Regions from separate parts of the Mus musculus genome. Here region 1 is linked to region 2. Evidence: chromatin contacts called from public ChIA-PET data. All regions are on one chromosome and are shown on one strand. Each heading gives the region's core, a stretch centred on a gene start, on an enhancer-like site or on the middle of the called end of the contact. The rest is flanking DNA. Distances are from core to core; before and after follow the strand shown. Region 1 has its middle 9.6 kb from the start of Rnf187. Region 2 overlaps Gm12253 (predicted gene 12253).

The links. ChIA-PET counts read pairs in DNA pulled down with a chosen protein or histone mark.
Region 1: an RNA polymerase II ChIA-PET map of memory CD8 T cells shows a contact between it and region 2, with 7 read pairs. The contact joins two enhancer-like sites. A contact is called at or near these places in 1 of 39 promoter capture datasets (embryonic stem cells) and 2 of 115 datasets of contacts at active chromatin or transcription factors (embryonic stem cells and memory CD8 T cells).

The regions. Positions count from the first base shown.
Region 1 is chr11:58,926,784-58,931,858 of GRCm38.p6, forward strand. It overlaps a transcript of Btnl10 not described here. Among named protein-coding and RNA genes, the nearest start is that of Rnf187, 9.6 kb to the right of the region's middle. Within about 2 kb of position 1,373, at least 232 of the 459 cell types and tissues checked have an H3K27ac peak or open chromatin away from gene starts, as enhancers often do. A contact at or near this core is called in memory CD8 T cells, where this site is marked.
Region 2 is chr11:58,434,805-58,439,915 of GRCm38.p6, forward strand. It overlaps Gm12253 (predicted gene 12253), which reads left to right. Exons shown (of 7, transcript NM_001045542.1): 3 at 1-96; 4 at 553-696; 5 at 1,862-1,990; 6 at 5,082-5,111. Among named protein-coding and RNA genes, the nearest start is that of Gm12253, 4.8 kb to the left of the region's middle. Within about 2 kb of position 2,512, at least 32 of the 459 cell types and tissues checked have an H3K27ac peak or open chromatin away from gene starts, as enhancers often do. A contact at or near this core is called in memory CD8 T cells, where this site is marked.

The DNA of each region.
Region 1 (5,075 bases), core at 123-2,622, 490 kb after region 2:
CTTGCAGCCGTAGTTAAGGTATCTGTGAGCGGAGCTCACACAGGGAACATTGGTCAGAGTGTACAGTCACATGGCAGCATCATCAAAAGTTCAGAGTCTTTCTCTGTAAAAGTTCCCTAGGACTTGTTGGAATTTGATCCCTGTCTAGGGTTCCACTCTAGGTAGGCACTGACCCTGTAGAGTTTGTGTTTGTTTTGATTTTCCCTTTTTCCTTGATGGACTTATTTTGAAGTCAGTCCTTTTAAATTGTGGAGTATTACTGATACCACAATGTGGAGAACTTTCATTTTCTCCTGTTCTACGTGATATATCCCTGCAGTGACCCTTTTTTCCCTGTTCTGGAATTTAAAATAAACTTTTAAAAATTTTTCTGTGTTAATTTCCTGTTTTCATAATAAAATGCCTGTAGCTGGGAGACATGAATCTTTCTTAGCTCACGTTTTTGGGGAGCTCATAGGAAGACAATCACTGTGTGTGTGTGTGTGTGTGGCTGTTCTGCCTGCATGTATGCTTGTGTACCATGTGCATGCAGTGTTCTCAGAGTCTAGAAGAGAGCCTAGATCTCCTGGAGCTGAATACAGAATATATACAGAATATTATGAGTCTCCCAGGTGAGTGCCACAAACCAAACCCTGGTCCTCTGGAAGAGAAGCCAGTGCTCTTGACTACTGAGCCATGCCCTCAGTGCATAGCTATGATCCACATTTATTAGTAAAATAATCGACCAAAAATATTCTCAAAAATAATGACCACCTTTAGGTGAAGGTGAAAACCAGCTGGCTGTAAATACGGGGAGTGCTTGCTTCCACCTCTCTCACAATTTTCCTGAAATTTTGCAAATAGATAGAAATGGGCTAAAAACTCAAATACAAAGTATTTAGTATTAATATTAGTACTAGTATGCATAGCAAAGTGCCCACCACGCTGTATTTTTTATCCTAATGTGGATGTAATGAAATAGCAATAGAGATACTGCAGTACAAATTTTCTCCAAGGAGAGCACCAGATCAAAACGGTGTTGAGCCACGCACTTGCGGGGACTAGTTCCTTTGCTCTTTGGCGGAAGCTGGATGGTTAACATACAATTCAATCAGGAAACCGACGCCTGCTGGTTTGTTTGGTTTTTTGTTTGGTTTGTTTACTTAATTTGAGATAGGATCTCACTTTGTAGACTTGGCTGACCTATCCTAAATGCTGGGGTCAAAGCCGGGGACAGTGTCTCCCAACTGAATCGTCAAGACAACCTGTGTAGAGTCCAAGATCTGGCTGAAGAGCCCCCAGACCTTTGTTTTGGGACAAACCCGGCTTTCTAATGTGCCGCGCGGTACTACCTCGGCCAGGCCACCAGGGGGAGACTGCCTATTCTCTTCCAGGTCAGGAGTCCTTTAAGGCTTTTCCATTAAGCTATCCAGGGACTCTGGTTATCTCTGAAGAGCCTTTGGTAGTCACTGAAGGGCCCCCGAGGGTAGACAAAGCCTCAGTAGCTGGTGGCCTTCTGGGTATCCTTGCACTGCTGAGAGCTGGATTAGACTGTCTTGCGCTGTGATCAGCCACACAGCTCACAGACCTCCGTGCAGGAAGTGGTTGGAAGCGCAGACAGCTGCGACACCCGAGTCACCAGAGCCCTAAACCTGAAGAGAAACTGAAAGGAAGGGGCGAGAGATCCAGGAAGGAAACAAGCTGACCACCAGAAATGAATGACCAGCTTACAGCACAACCCTGACTCTCTTAAATGGCCACACCCTCAGACACTAAAGATGGTCCACAACCTAAAGGCTTTCATTGGATGCTCTGTGGAGACTTGTCCAATCACAAGAGCCCAGGAAGTCACCTCATTTGCATATTACAGAATTCCATAAGCTTGACTTCTGCTATTTTTATTTCAAGGCACTGCTCCCTCAGAAATCCTTGTTTCTCCTGGCTGATGACAGATGATCTTTCTTCTTTGCCAGAACACAGAGCTGTCCACAAGGAGGTGGTGCCTCACCCTCATGACACCTACTAATGCGATTTAGGAGTGCATATTCCAGCCTCACAGGGCAGAGTGTGTAGACCCATGTTTAGGAAATAGAGCAGGCCTTTGGAAAGGATGGAAGGCATGACCCTTTATGATTAAGCATGGTGTTGACCTCGAGTCTCTAATCAGAGACCATCATACACTACACCCGTGGAACCTCTTCCTGTAAGCAGTAAATGGAGACTGACTCTCCCTCCCTACCCTTCCCCCTCCCCCCTCCCCCCAACCCCTCTCAGAATCCAGGGCAGCACAGCCCGAGGTTTGCTCATGTCCTTTAGGATTGCCGGTGGGAGCTATGCTTTGCCTGCACCAACTCCTCCAGCTAGCTCTTCTTGGCTCTGAGAATCCAAGAACTGCAGAACCAGGACAAGCTGGCCTCTAACTTGCCCCATCCTTTTTACTGACCCACCTGACCCAGCAGCGAGTTGAGCACAGGTCACCAGATACCTGGTTAGTAAGGTAGTCCGCTCAGCAGGTCTGGTATAGGAGGGGGCCTGGGCAAGTTATGGGATGAGGGGTTTGACAGAAGGCTGGGTGCATTGACCAGCCTGCAGAGCTGTTCAGTCTGAGGCCAGGGGACAGAATTCAGAAAACCCTAGTCATCAGAATACAACCCTTACATTTATGAAAGGAACCACAGGGACTCAGAAGCTGCCCGTCAAAAGAAAGAAAGAAAAAAAAAAATACTTGTCCTGTCCCGCCCCAAAATAAAATCTTGCTAAAACCAGACTATATGTTTTGTGAGTTCAGTCCTGGCAGGCTTGCGTGCTGTATCAATGGCAGGGCTGCATCGGTGGCTGCTCTCCTTCTAAAATCTTATCAGTCCTTAGCCTTGTTTGTCTCCTAAAAATTCCTTAACAGCACATTCCTTTTCATGACAGTTTAACAGAGAATCTTTGTTTCAACTCAGTTATCCATCTCCAAATTAAAATTCTCATATGGAAATAAAGCACCTCAGGTGGGCAGCCAGAGCCACAGACCTTGTGGACGCCTCCCTTTCCTGGGAATTTTAGCAGACTTCTGGTTAGCTGGGAGCCTTTGCTGGAGAAAACTAGGTGGGTGTGTGAAGTGGCCTTTGAACTGACCTGCCTGGAGACAGCTGTAGCCAGCTCCCTTAACCACGAGGTGACTGGGGTGAAGCCAGAGCCACATCCAGTTTTCACTAAGGAAGAAATGCCATAGGCTACACCCCGAGTCTCTCAATAAGTCCCAAAGGGGAGTTAAGAATTTCACCCACAGTCTGCAGGGGAGGTGCTGCCAGAGAGCCTCTGGATCATCAAGGCCCGACTAAATGACTTGCATGTTAGAATACAGTCAGCATGCTCATAGGTTCCACCTCTATAGATTCAGTTAGAGACCAAAAATAACGGGGGGGGGGGGGGAACAACCAACTAACCCAAACAACCCCCTCATCTAGAATGTATTTTATACTGTTGACCTCATCATTTTCCTCAAACCTAGTATACAAAATTTGTAATATAAAACTAGTCCATAGTGCTAATTATATTAGACATTAGAAGCAACCTAGAGGATTTGTCAAGCACCAGATGTCTGTCCATGGGTTATAGACAAGGACCTGTGCACATAAGGACTTTGGTACCAGAGTACTAGGACCAGCTGGCAATGCGCAGGAACTGAGTACCTGCAGTTCTTTATCCAGCAGCTAGCTGTATTGGCCTGTTATCTAGCACGCACACTTGTAAGTTTCCCACGAACTGTTCCCAACATGGCAGCACTGTTGCAGGAAACCCAAGCAAGGTCAGACTGAAATATGCCTTAAAACCTAGCTCTTTTCATTTTTTTTTGTCCCCCAGCAAAATCAACAAACAAAACCAAAAACACTTGCTGTTTCTCCCCCATAGTCTTTAAACACATGACCACAACCCTGCCTCAGCATGCTGGTCTCAGCATCCTGGCTTCAGCCATGCCCAGCTCTCCCAACCTTTTCTAACCTTACAGCCTAGTGATTGTTTTTGTTTTGTTTTGTTTTGTTTTGATATAGGTTTTCACTATGCCGCCTTGGCTGACCTAAACCTTGCTGTGTAGACCAGGCTGCCCTCAAACTTTTGAGATGTGCCTGCCTATGGATTAAAGGCATACACCACCATGCTCAACTGTCTTTTCAAAGTTTGGAATACTCAAATCCCAATCTTCTCCACTTCCCACCCCACCAGCCCTTTGGGGTCCATTGATGCTGACATGGTCTCTCACCATATCCATCCTGCATCTTATGTGCAGACAAGAGATACTTATCACATCAATATAGCCCACCACCAAATTGTACTTCATGTGTAGACAGTGTCAAAAGGATGGATACATCTGTCTAGACCATTTGTACACATCACTTTTACTTACAGTATCCTGAACCAATCATGAAGTCCAGCTCATCTCTCCTGTCTCATGAGTTCCGTCTTCTCTCCACATGACCTTTCTTTCACCTCCTAGCAAAGGAACCCTGTTGGCCTATCTTATAATGGTGTGGAGTAAAGTAAGCACTACCCTGAGGACCTGGAGTGATGTCTTGGGTCACTGTGCCTCTAAGTTTGCCAGGCTCAGAGAGCTGACATTCACCCAGCAATGAAGGGGAGGAGCGGAGCATGTCATCTTGGGGAGTGTGCCTTTAGGTTTCTGCTGTCATCGTGAAATCCCTCCTCCAAATGCTAGCAGTAGGAAGGTGAGATCTTAAGAAATGACTGGGTAAAAAGGGTAGAGCTTCATGGGGGTTGAACGGTGACTGAGGAAGTGTCCTGTGTAGCAGCCATTTAGGGTGCTGTTGACAGCATGTGTGAACTGCAGGCTACTAACTGGCAACAGAGCTGTGGTGTGAACTTGAGGCACTTTACACATCCAGTCTGCTGAGTCCCGGGTCCGTGTTCATTGGGGGTGGAGGTGTTTACTCAGACATGGCCATAAGGTTTCTGGGCCAATCTAAGCTCTGAGGGACAAACCTATTGCTTGTTTCTGAGCTACCACCAGGTGGCCTAGACCTTCTCCACACCTGCTAGTCTATCAGTTTAATGTTCATTCTGGTCCCCAACAGAGACCACGTTCTGTCACT
Region 2 (5,111 bases), core at 1,262-3,761:
TACAAGAAGAACCACCCTTTAATAAAGAATGCTATCCTAATTCAAGCACGTGTGAATCCTCTAAAGGTTGTTTCTCCCTATGGCTGGAATTGGGAGGTAAGTCAGTTCTCAGTCTTTTAGTCTTCTAGTTTACCTTTGGTTCCTTCAAGGATGGAGCTGGGAATGTGGGCTTCTGGGAGATAGTGGGATGATGATACTGGATGTAGTCACTAGGGTTAGAGCTGAGAGACCCTGGTTCTGTTTCTTAAATCAACCTCACAGGGCTACTGGAGAACGAGGAGTGAGACTACACTTTTTTTCCATGCTAGGGATCAAATTCCTGGCACCATGCATGCTAAGTGAACAACCTACCACTGGGCCCCATCCCCATTGCACCAAACTGTCCCTCTGTTGATTTGTTCTCTTAAACAATCACAGAGAGACTCTTGGAGTAAAGATACTTAAAGACAGAGAGAATGAAGGGACAGACTCATTACCACTGGATGCTTGCTTCATCCTCTGTGTCTCAGAAGAGAACACTTCTTGGTGATGGTGGTGGGGTTTGCTTCACAGCACATCAAACATATGTGCAGAAAGGCTGTTCTGAAGACAGTTGTACTGGACTAGAATTCTCGGTAACAGTGGAGAGGCATTTGGCATTGAGCTATGACCATCGCTGCTGCTACACTGAACACTGTAGCAAAGAGCCCATTAAGGGTGAGTATAGCTGTCTCTGAACATCTACTATCTGCCCCGTGTCTCCTTTGCTTTTCCGAGGGCTCATCTCACTGTGCTGGGGCACAGCACTGATGCTTGTCTTTCCTTTGTATACAGCACTCCGCTCCTTGGAAATGGTTTGAGTTACACACAGGCCCTTCTCCTGTGAGGTAGACTGAGTGGGGGTTAGATGGCAGGAATTGGTCTTGGGGATTTTCTCTAATGTGCATCTCATGGCTTAACTGCTTTGCTCTGCCCCTCTGGCCATCAGCCTTTTCTCACCTACTTAATACCCCAGGTTTACAGTTTGTTTTGTTGAGAAGTAGTCTTGCTGTGTTTTGAAAGCTTGTCCTCAACTTCTAAGTTACTTGGGTTTGATTATAAAAGTATTGTTGGCCTGCTTTATTTATCGGCATATAACAGTGACTGGCATTCCTAAATTCAATATGTGCATCTTGATGGATTAAAATAAGGAGAGTTTTTTGTCTCTGAGCACTAAACGTGTTTCTATCATACAATGTTTTCGTAATTCTTAACCCTCAGTCCAGACTATGGAGGAGGATAGGAAAAAGGTGTGCTTTGGCATTTTAAATTACCATCAGAGTTACACTTACCATTACAAAAATACTGCTCTGTTGGTTTTTTAAGTACATTGTATCATGCTGAAAATATCTGAATATTTATATTTCTCTGGGTTATTTTTTTCTTTATATACATTTTCATATGTGGAACCACTAGAGACTTGTAACATTCATTTGTGGTAGAGTCAGAGTGTTGTCCTTGTCTCCTTTGTCTTCGCATTGTCTATTATGGGAATAATAAAATTCTGTTAGTTGCTTTGAAAAAAAGAAAGAAAGAAAAAAAGAAGGAGAGAAAGAAAGAAAGAAAACAGATTCTCTCCTCTCCCATTATCTAGGACTTTCCCTCCAAGATAGAGAACAGAGTAACTGATGAAAGTGAGGACGGCTCTGAACTCCCATGAGGTTCTACCTGGCACTCACACCCCAGGGCCTTCTCCTGAGCCTCCTCCCAGCTCATCCTCACTGCAATGCTTTTTGGTAGAATTGTGGAAAACAACCTGTATTAGATGAGCAGAGGATAGACATGTTCTCAGCTGTTTCTTCTTTCTATTTCCCAAGATGAAAACTTTTCTCTCTCCATTCAGTGCCTGCATTATCTTCAGAACCCAATGGCGTTGAATGTCCTGCCTGCTTCAGTGAATGTGGCACATGTAGACCTGTTTTACTAAAGTGCACGGGGGAGGAGACAATGTGCATTAAGGCTACTGCCAGAGGTATGATTATTCCCTCGAATGTTTTGTTAAAGGCACAGCAGGTCACTCATTACTATGTATTGAATTGTGCCAAATGTAGCAACTGAAAACAGTGGACCATTTGTTACATCTCAGTATGTGTGGGTCTATAACTGGAGAATGGCCAGGTGCAATGGGCCTGGCCCAGGGTGTTTAGAGGTTGCTGTGTTCATTTGTCAGTTTCTGTTTCCCAGGTCACTTGTGGTTTCTGGTGAGTTTCAATTCTTTTACTTATGATCTTTTTCTAGTCTACCGCAATGTTCTCATGGTTAACTGATGGCTTTCCTCAGAGCAGATGTAAAGTAGAGACAGACAGAGAGAGAGAGAGAGAGAGAGAGAGAGAGAGAGAGAGAGAGAGAGAGAGAGAGAGAGAGAGAGAGAGAGAGAGACGGGGAGCTCTATCTCAGAAGTGACACATCATTTCCTCTTGTAGACTGTTGGTAGTTTAGAGCAACCCTGATTGGACACGGATGGGAGCTGCCAAGAGACTGTGTGGGGCATCTTTGAAACCTGTCTTCACACAGAGAAAGTGCTCATATGGGGCCACGTGCTTCTAAGGTTTGGAAGGAGTCATTTGTTGGGAGGCAAGCGTTAAGGGTGGAAGGGAAGAGATGGGGGTGAAGGAATGTAACTGCTCCCGACAGAAGAGTTAGATTTGCGCACCTGTGTTGCTGTGATGTCCTGGAAGTATAGGGTGATGGCACTTCAGGACCAGATGTCTTTACCACTGCTGCCAATGTGGCAACCAAAGCCTATGCACAAGCGCTCAAGTTTTACCTGTTGTTGCTCTAAATTTAGAAAAGCAATGTTTTTTATTAAGAGAAAATTATATATTTGTTATAAAGGGTCCTGCCAGGGGCTTTCCCTGGCCTCTTGGGGTTCAGAGCTGAGGCAGAACACAGCATTGGACGAAGGACAGAAGGCTTATGATGACCTCCAGCCTTGTAACTCTCTCTAACTGTGTTGGGGGCTAGAAGCTGAGAGCTTCTGGAAACTTAACACTCTCTTGCTTTTTCTGTGGCTGAAAACCGCTGGCTTCTTTGCTCTTTAGCTCTCTGTGCCTTAGTAAGCACTGTATCTTTATTTTATAACTCTCTGTGATTTATTAAACATTGAAAACTTAACGCTTTCTTACTGTTCTGTGCTTAAATAAGTGCTGGAAATTTAACTCTGTGCTTAAATAAGGGCTAATGTTTTACTCTGTAACTCTCTTCTTATTTGTGCTTAATTAAGCTCTGGTTTCTTGTGACGAACATATGCTGTTCAGGAGCGGGAAATTAGGTAAGGATTTATTGCTTGTGCTCCTCTGAGTCAGACAGGAGCCCCTGACTGGCCGGATAAGAGGCTGGGAGCTCATTAGCTCTTTCTGAACTTGAGAGAAAAGGAAGCAAAGGAAAGAAGTCCCTTAGACAACACAGAAACGGCTACACCACCTTCTTTATTGCTTTCAGCTTTTTATAGTTCTTAGACAAAAAGTTCTCTATGTAAGGAAGAATTACCTCTTAGATAAAACGTTTCAAAAGAGAAGAGTTATCGAAAGGTATCAATAACAAGCTGAAAGCAGTGTTTCATGCTGTAAGCTCATTGTCAGCGGCAAAGCACCATTTTTTACATGGCCTAGCCGTATCACAGTGCACACAGTGGCTTCATCCTTGGACCTGAATGTTTTTCCTTGAACACAAATTTGTCCCAAGCTCTATATCTCTTTTTAGTGGAATTATGAAAGCTCATTGTATTTCTTATTACACAGTCTTTACTTACTATTCTGAGGAGTGGGCACATTCTATTCTTGATTCTAACCTTATTACAGCTTTCTAGTAAAACAACTAAAAACATTTCTTAAAACATTCTTTTAAAAAAAATCATTTGAATCAAACCAGGAATTCTATAAAATCATTCATTTATCTAATCAGCATTAATTCATAAAAGTTCATCTTCATGTTGATCTGCAGGAAATTTGCCCAATAGGGTAGGTGGATGCCCAGGGATTGTTAGACTATGTAGTAGTGATAGGAGAGGCATAGCAACAGGAAGAAGCAATTTAGGGATGAAGTTTCTTGGTCCTTGTCTCTCAGAGCTCACCTATCACAGACCATACAAAACAAAACAAACAAAAACCAAACCAAAACAAAGCAAAACAAAATGGTGAGCCAAGTTCATAAAAGTCATCTGCTAGCCTTAGCCTTTCCTAGGTGGCTCCTGACAGGGCCCATCTGCCCTTGAGACAGGAACTTGGGAAAGAGCTGTAGGAGTTTTCTTTTTGGAATGCACAGTCAGAGGGAGGGGCTGACAACTTTTTCCTGAACAATATATGGAAAACTGCATGGAACCATAGACTCAGTGGCTTTTTGGGAGCTGATTAAGTGGTGGACTGGGAGTTTGTTGGGACTTGAGGCAAGCCACACTTTTATTAAGAAAGAGTTCTGACAGACAAGAAGTCCTGGGGCAAGCAAGGGAAGGGCCCTTTGTCCAGATGAGTTGATGTGAATGAGGAAAATAGGGCATCACAGAATTCAAAAGATGATTCAAACCATCTACAGTGGGGCAGGCTTCTACCTCAGCTTACCTTGGGAAAGAGATGTCCTGTGCATTCTATAGTTATTCTCAGAGGGAACTCAAAGCCCCCAGAAGGATGTCAGTTTGTGAGAGATCCACAATATTTCCCTCCAGGTGGGGAAGGAGAGAAAGGGTAGAGTGGGGAAGGCAAGTTACACCTGAAGGGTTTTAGCCAACAGTTGAGACCCTGCATCTAGCCTTCATCCTCACCTGCATCAAACTCACCTGTCCTGCTGAATGGGTACCCAGAGGCCTCACTGTTAGTCTTGTGTCTGAGACACAAGGGTCATTTTAAGGTTCCTTCTATACAGAAGAGTCAGTAGGGCCAGAGGACAAGAAGGCCCAGCTTCTACATGGATGGAGCAGTGCTCATGACCTCACACAGAGGTGGGAGTGGTGGATTCTGGACCATTCTGGAAGTTTACTTTCTAAGGATGTGGGTGAGGAGGAGAGATGAAACGAGAGCGAAAGAGTGATTCTTGGGTCTTTTCACTAACAGGAACGGAAGAGAACCAAGACATCATCAAGCTACAAGCCATGGGCTGTG